Linked DNA regions of Mus musculus: region 2 is linked to region 1. A link is a contact called in public HiChIP or PLAC-seq data. All regions are on one chromosome and are shown on one strand. Each heading gives the region's core, a stretch centred on a gene start, on an enhancer-like site or on the middle of the called end of the contact. The rest is flanking DNA. Distances are from core to core; before and after follow the strand shown.

The links. HiChIP or PLAC-seq counts read pairs in DNA pulled down with a chosen protein or histone mark.
Region 2: an H3K27ac HiChIP or PLAC-seq map of embryonic fibroblasts shows a contact between it and region 1, with 25 read pairs. The contact joins two enhancer-like sites. A contact is called at or near these places in 7 of 484 Hi-C or Micro-C datasets (the C2C12 cell line, DN2 thymocytes, adipose-derived mesenchymal stem cells and 4 more), 8 of 115 datasets of contacts at active chromatin or transcription factors (the 3134 cell line, the HPC-7 cell line, cardiomyocytes and 3 more) and 1 of 9 other capture datasets (embryonic stem cells).

What each region holds. Positions count from the first base shown.
Region 1 is chr8:124,191,387-124,195,121 of GRCm38.p6, forward strand. No RefSeq gene overlaps it. Among named protein-coding and RNA genes, the nearest start is that of Gm42054, 3.3 kb to the right of the region's middle. Within about 2 kb of position 1,790, at least 71 of the 459 cell types and tissues checked have an H3K27ac peak or open chromatin away from gene starts, as enhancers often do. A contact at or near this core is called in the C2C12 cell line, brown adipocytes, embryonic fibroblasts and 1 more, where this site is marked.
Region 2 is chr8:124,276,422-124,280,156 of GRCm38.p6, forward strand. The region is part of intron 1 of Galnt2 (polypeptide N-acetylgalactosaminyltransferase 2); the gene reads left to right. Among named protein-coding and RNA genes, the nearest start is that of Galnt2, 47 kb to the left of the region's middle. Within about 2 kb of position 1,795, at least 117 of the 459 cell types and tissues checked have an H3K27ac peak or open chromatin away from gene starts, as enhancers often do. A contact at or near this core is called in the C2C12 cell line, brown adipocytes, embryonic fibroblasts and 1 more, where this site is marked.

The DNA.
Region 1 (3,735 bases), core at 540-3,039:
AGCAACGGGAACAGCCCAGTCTCATGTCAGGACAGTTTCCAAACTACTGCTTTTATGATGGGATGCACTAGGCAGCCATTTAATGGCAGGGCCAGTGAGACGCTCATCAGGTGAGGGTGCTTGCAACTGAGTCTCATGATCTGAGCCTTGTGATGGAAGTCGAGAACTGACTTCCACAAGTTGTCCTCTGATGTCCACATATATGTGATGCATGTGTGCCCATACACAAATACACACACACACAAAATTTAAAAATAAATAAAAGAGAAACATAGCTGCATATGAGTATCTGTAGAAAGAATGTTTCTGTACATGATGCAAGAAAGTTTAAGTGCTATTTATCTAAAGAAAGACTATAGATTTATATTATAGGTAGTACACCATCTGTACATGTGGGCATATTTATAAGTGTTATGTTTGTCTGCGTTCTGTTGCCAGCAATATCATCTCCGCATAGGAGAGTCATAAAGAAAACATGTCCACTTTGTGCGTGCTTCCAGGGGTCAGGGTTGAAGCGATGAATGTGGAGGTGGCTTTTGCCAGCAGAGTCCCCAAGACAGTGTAAAGTGTCACAGGGTAGGAGACAGGAAGCACTCAGGTGTATGTCTGGGTCTTGCTCCCTCTTCTGAGCCACTTGGATTCAGTAGTGTTCCCCAACCAGGAAGCCTTTTGTTCTGATCAGCTCCCAGATGGAATCTCTACCTCTTAGAACCTCACTGGAGGGGTGGGGGGTGGGGGTTAGATGACAGTACATGAAGCCCCAGACAACCAGACCAGAGCAAATGCACACAGACTCTCAGGAAGAGACGCAAGCTGCCATTGCCTATAGTATCTGTACAGGAAGACCACAGTGACGTGGCACACAGAGGCCCAGGTGTGGGTCTGGCTACCCTGGTCCTGTCCTAGTCACACCCTTAAGAAGGGGATCCCTTTGAGCCTTAGACTCTCTCTCCCTCATCCGGCAGATGGGAGAGCAATGCTGGCCTTATGACAACCCTCTCTCAGGCTTCTCAGAGAGTAAAATGGAGTGATATACAAATGGTTTTTAGAGTGGGACCTGGCACAGGGCCCAGCATGGTGTTTCTATGACAAGCTGTTCAAGAATAAATGGATGAACCAGAAGTGGGGGTCCATGCTCGTTAACCAAGCACTGAGGGGGTGGAGGCAGGAAGACCAGCCGTTCAAGGTCATCTTTAGCTTCATAGTGAGTTCGAGGCCAGCCTGGACTACATAAGACTATCTCAAAAAACAGGAACAGCAGGAACCCCAAATACTACATAGATGGGATATAGATGGTACTGGTCCATGTGAAAGATGGAGCCAGTTCTCGTTGCCCCACAAGTCCTCAGAGCAGGGTTAAGAAAGAAGTAGTGTAGGGTCCAAGTCTCCCTAGGTCCTCAGGAGTGAAGCTGTGGGGAGCTGGGCCCGGCCAGACATGGTCTCCTCGCTCTAGTGGTTCTTCTGTAGTCGCATCCATGGAAGGAAGCAGCCATCCCATAGAGGCAGCATGTCTAAGTCCTGTTGCTCGTCCATGTACCCTTGGAGCCTGAGCGGCTGAGTGACAGACAGCCGCTGGGAGCCAGGGGTGGTTCTGAGCTTTCTTTCCTTGCGACCTGCGACCTCTGACCTCCCACATCCAGCCTCAGGTGTGAGAGCTGGAGCTGCCTCTACTAGGCCTTGACCCTGCTCTCTCATCTGCAGCTGGGAAATATGTCAGGACCAATCCTCGCCAGTTGTCCCAGGAGCCCTGAGTCACTTTGGGCAGGAGCCATTTTCCAGCGCTCACCCTCACAGAAACACAAGAGGCTTTTCAGAGGGAGTTGTGATGAAATGCCAAGGCAAGCTCTGGGCCAGGGTTCTGGGAAAGGAAAACTCAGACCTCCCCATGACTAACCGAACCGGAAGCCGAGGAAGGAAATAGTGAATTTGTACTAAATCTCTGCGCTTGAAGCCGACACCGAGCCCTTGTGTTATTCTCTAGCAGGCAGGGGGGGGGGGGATCGAGCTTGAAGAATTTCTCCTCCTCGTTCTAGCTCCTGATTTCTTACATTTCTCCCAAAGGTCAAGTGCCATGATCAAGCCTCCCCCAGAAATATCTGCCTTCCACGCAGTGTCTGAAATGTCATTGCCAAAAATGAGAGAAGCCATGGACAGTGGGATCCTGGTGGCGGTCTGCCCACACAGACCCTGTCACGATCCTTGCAGAAGCGAATGCTGTGGTCCTCTCTGTAGAGTGTCTGCTTCCTTGCACCCCATCTTTTGACTACATATACTCTTCAGACCTGTGGTGAATTATTTATTGGGAGTGATGTGAGAGCAACATGAGTGTAAAGGGACATTACAGTTATAAACAGGTTTCCTCTGTGTAGCCCTGGCTGTCCTGGACCTCATTCTGTAGACCAGGCTGGCCTCGAACTCAGAGATCCACCTACCTTTGCCTCCCAAGTGCTGGGATTAAAGGTGTGTGCCACCACAGCCTAGCTTCTTTCCCCCTTTTAAGGACAGGCTGATTTCAAACTCATAAGCCTCCTGCATCAGCTTCTAGAGCGCTAGGATTTCAGACCCGAGCCGCCATGCTCAGCATCTTGAGGCTTTATAAATGTGCCAGTTCACCCATTACCTGCCAGGATGTAGTCAGCGGATACACAGATCCCAGGGAAGCCTGTATCCCAGGCAAGCAAGCAGAGGCTCAGCTTCCACATCTGGCTGCTGGTCCTGCCTGGCAGAGCCCAGAGAGAAGCTGGGCTTTGCTGATTCCCAGCTAACAGGCAGTGTGGTGGTTAATATTCATTGCCGACTCTACGAAGGTTTAGGATCACCATGGTAACTACCTGTGGGCATGTCTGTAAGGGTGAGCATCAGCAATCATTTTCTGCTTCTTGATCGTAGATGCAATGGGGCCAACTGCCTCAAGCCCTCCACCATACCTTCACCCCCATGATTGACTGTGTCCTCTCAAACTGGGAGTCCGGATATAACCTCCCTTCCTCAAGTTACCTTCCTCAGGGGTTTGATCATAGCGACAAGAAAAGTGACCAATATAAACGGAGCTGCAATACTGAGGGCTAGCCCTGCCTTCGTGCACTGACCAAAGGCTAGCCCTAGCGTCACGGGAACTCTATATAAGATTCATAACCCAGCCTGTTTCAGACCGAAATCTCCTGCCCCAGCTCAGGGAACACATGGCTCATGCCCACCTCTGCTGCCGGGTGCCCCTAGAGCCCTCGGAGAGATGGTTTGGAAGAGTTAACTCGGCTTCCAACACTCAACGCCAGAGGAGCCATTTGAGAAGCTGCTTCCTCTTGAAGGATGAGCAATGGCCAACGCTATTTTTGGTCCCCTTCCCAATGTTTGCCCAGCATTAGTAAATCACTGCTGTTTATCCAGGGTTTCCGCTGCTGTTGTCTTTGGAAGCTCTGGGTTGTGGATTAGATAGAAGGCGACAGGAGCCTGTGTCCAGGGGGTGCCATATGCAATGCCGACTGTCGAGACCAGTGGGCAGCCCTCTGGGCTCAGACTCCTGCTCTGAGGAGGCTTGTCCACCAAGAGTGACTCCAGCTCTCACTGGGGATCATACCTGTAAGTGACACAGCCTTTACTTCTGCGTTTCACAATATTCACTTTGGTTTGTCTAGGGAGGTACAGTTTATGGTAAGAACGCAGTCTTGCCTGGCACTGACTTGCTCATTTTAGAACCAGGTTGCTTTTCTTGTCAAACCCTGATTACTGCTGCTG
Region 2 (3,735 bases), core at 545-3,044, 85 kb after region 1:
GCAGCCTGAGGATACTTGGAGACCTCTTAACTGTCTGGAGACACCTGAGTACCCCCACCCTCAACCCTATAATAAATCTCATTGCACTGGCCCGGTGGTTCACATGCCGGCAAAGGCACCTTAATTTCTAGCCCACGCTCTGTGTGCCGTGCGGTGTATATCATTGTTGGATCACAGGGCTGCTCCTGTCTTCCCTGGGATCAGCATCCCATAATTTAAGCTAGGGATACACTGGGCTCACACTTGGCTGCCAAGGATCTAGAAGCTTGCCATTTAACCCTACCGTGAGGGGAGGTGCCTCAGGAGACCAAGGTTGACACAGCCATTTGGCTTCCACTGGAAAGGCAGCCATATGAATTGCATGCCTATTTGAACAGGGAAGTCCTGTGCAGAGTCGGGCAGGCAGGTGGGAGCTTCTCTTCTGCTGTGTCCCCAGGGACTATGGCTGACTGTGGAATTCATACTCAAGTAGATACGGAGGTGTCAGCAGAGGATCCTGTTGTGTGTTCAGAGTTTGGTGGACCCCGGCCAAAACACCTCAAGAGTTCGTGGGACAGAGCAAAATGGCAGACCAGGTCGGGAGACTCAGGGACCAAATAGGAGGAGGATGGGCGTTGGTGGCTGAATCTCTAGTCAGGAAGGTAGAGAGAGATAAGGGCTCCATTGATCAGAGGATGCTCTGTGGCTAACCCTACTCCCAAGCAGTTCGCACTGCCCCAGAGGACATAGGGTCCTGGGAAAGCTCGTGGAACTGGGTCTGTATTCCCTCCAGCGGGTCCTAGCATGGCTGTCACTACCTGTGTCTCCATTTGGGGTTTGGCAGGGCTGGGTCTTGATAATGCTGAGGTCTTAGGCCTAAATAAGAAGAGTGGTGTGTTGTCAGCCATCAAGCAAGGTTGGGGTCCTTTGTTAGGAAGGAAACTTTCTTCAAACTAAAGGCAGATCCTTCCCTACCCGGTTTGTTTCAAATCCCCCTTTCCCTTGAAGTCTCCGGGCTTTGCTGGGGTGTTGGGCAGAGCTTTTTGGAGACAAGTGGGCACTGGACGACTCCTGATTGTCTTGCTGTACTAGGCCTGACATAGGCAGGACTTCTTCTGCTCTCAGGAAGTCTGCAAAGGCTACGTCTCAGTTAGGATTGTCAGCAGATGCCCCATTGGTACAGGGCCTATTGCCCAACTGTGCCCCCTGTCCCTGGGGCCACAGCCTTGCTGACCTGTGTCCCTGTACTTTCAAGGGTACTTAGAGGGGCTTCTGTGCTGGTGGCCACAGGAGAGTCTGGTCTTCTGAAGTGGAAGTGAACTGTGCCGCTTGGATTCTTCCTTTTCTCGATGCAGCATCAGGACCGATCTGAGCAGACTCTTCCGTCTTGTCACAGGCCCTCAGCATGGGTTAGAACTATATTATAACTCAGCCCACACTGACAAGGAAAGAGGAGGGAAACCTGGTTTGGCTTAGGAACAAGGCTGTGTGTGGTTCAGCTTTTATTGTCTTTCGTGAACAAAAGATGTCCGTTCCCCTAAATTCCGGAAGAAAGTAGAGATTTCCTCCTGACATTGTTAGTTTTAAATCACAGCCCGTTCTGATCCCTCACGAATCCTTTTCACCTTTTCCCCCCGTGGCTTTTCTTTAGTGGTGACGTCACGAGAACGTGTTCCCGCTCATCCCTTGGCTTCCTCCTTCCTTGTCCCTGCTTGCAACACCGTGTTTGGGAGCAGAGCCCAGTGTTTGCTGTCCTGCCGGGGCTACTGTCCCGGGAGACCCTGCCATCCGGCAATTTCCCAGGCAGTGTCCTGTCCGTCATCCTAGCACTGAGATGAGGACACTGGGTGAAAGTACCCGGTTCCGTTGCTGTGTCTGAAGTGTGCTGGTGGCCGCGAAAAGCCTGCTGCTTTCCCTCCATGCTCCTCTCAGACAAGATAACCACCTTGTGAGTCGCTGTCCAACCTCTGTGCCCCACAAGCCAGGATGAGGCCAGGACCTGGGCTGAATCAGCGCAGGGTGACACAGGCTTCCAAACCTTCACCTCCGCCACAGCGGTGGCTGCAGAGTCCATGGCCTGCTGCACCAGGCCTGGAGGAGATGCACCCATTCACCTCCATGACCTATGGTGTGGAAGCCGGTTGAAAGAGGGCCTGCCTTTCTCAGCCTCACAGCAAAGCTGGGAAAGAACACAGGTCTCGAGTGGAGAGCTGAGATGGAGGTTTCTGAGAACTGGCTTGTTTTGAGTCATTTTGGAAATATCTAGTCAGCATGAGTTTAAGCTCTGGAGGCCTGTGACTATGATTCACAGGCTCATCATAGCTGTGTACAGTGTTGGAAGGTACCCAGAAGACAAATTAGACTAGATCCCTTAGAGACCACACGACTAATCCACCCAGGAGGCCATTCCTCCAGACCTACTGTCTTCGGGTGTTGGCCTCCTAACAGTGGGGCCTCATGGAGGACTGTGGGCAGTGTGGAGGGCAGGGAGCAGGGTGGTCTGGTGGGTCCTTTGTTCACATTTGTAGGCAGTTCTGAGAAAGCAGTGTATGTGGACATTTCTGTCAGTAAACAGTATGTGACCAAGGATCAAATGTTTATTTTCATTCTGGCAATGCCTGGTTCTGACATGCTGTCCACAGCTGTCACCTCTGCACAGAGTGTCCAGGTAGCTTTGACTGGGCTCTGCCCTTTCGGAGATAATGGGAACATAGTGACTGTGGTTTCCCATTTGAAGATACTCCTGTTCTGTAGAGATTTGGAATCAGACTTTGAAGTTAAGGGCAGTGCCCCCGGGTGTGTCCTACCGTGGCCAGTTCCCAGGTTAGGGCTTTTCTGCACACGCGACACAGTTCTTCTTCCTCCTCTCTGCACTCTGTGGTTGGGGTTACACAGCCTCTCTTCTTTTTCAGCCTTCTAGCCCTGTCCCTTAATAATTAAACCCATGTTTACCCAGTGGTAAGTCATTGAATTTTGAGGTGAATTTAGAGCATTGTGTGCCCTTATGCTGCCTAGTTCAGTGCCCATCTGTATTCCAGGGACTCTCTACCAGAAGATAGTGCTGAAGGGAGAAAAATAAGATCCATGGGAGGCTCTGCTGTCTCTGGTCATGTCACCAGACTGTTCTAACTTTCTTGAAATACTCATGCACCTGGGGCAGGAACCACAGGCTGGACAGAAACGGCTCAGAATAAGACGGAGAGGTTTCTGCTTCTGCCTCCTGGGGATTGGTGGTTTCCAGAAGCTGGAGTGAGCAGGAACTAGGTCACCCCAGGAGACTGGAAAGAGCTGATTTGTCTTAAGAGATGTGGGTACCTAATATTACATCTGGAGGGAGAGCATCCTTAGGGCGCGTGGATGTAAGCTGTGCTGGCTCTGGTACATCCAACTCTGGTGTACTTGTGTGTGTGTGTGTGTGTGTGTGTGTGTGTGTCTGCACGTGTGTGTGTGTGCGCGTGCATGCACATGTACACTGTGTGTGTTTTTTGCACACACACAGTCCATATCACCTGTCTTTAAGCATGCAGTTTCTGGCATTAGTCACAGCCATACTGTTATGCTGTCATTACCATGGTCCCTCCATGGACTCTGCTTGTCCTTTACAGCTCTATGACTGAGCGAGTGCTGGTGGACACACTGTGTGTTTTGTCAACCAGCATCTTTAGGGCTCACCTGCCATAGGATGTGTCAATTGGCCTCCTTTTAGGGATGTATAGTACTCTGCTGTGGGAGTGCACTCCCTGCATGTGTTGGTGG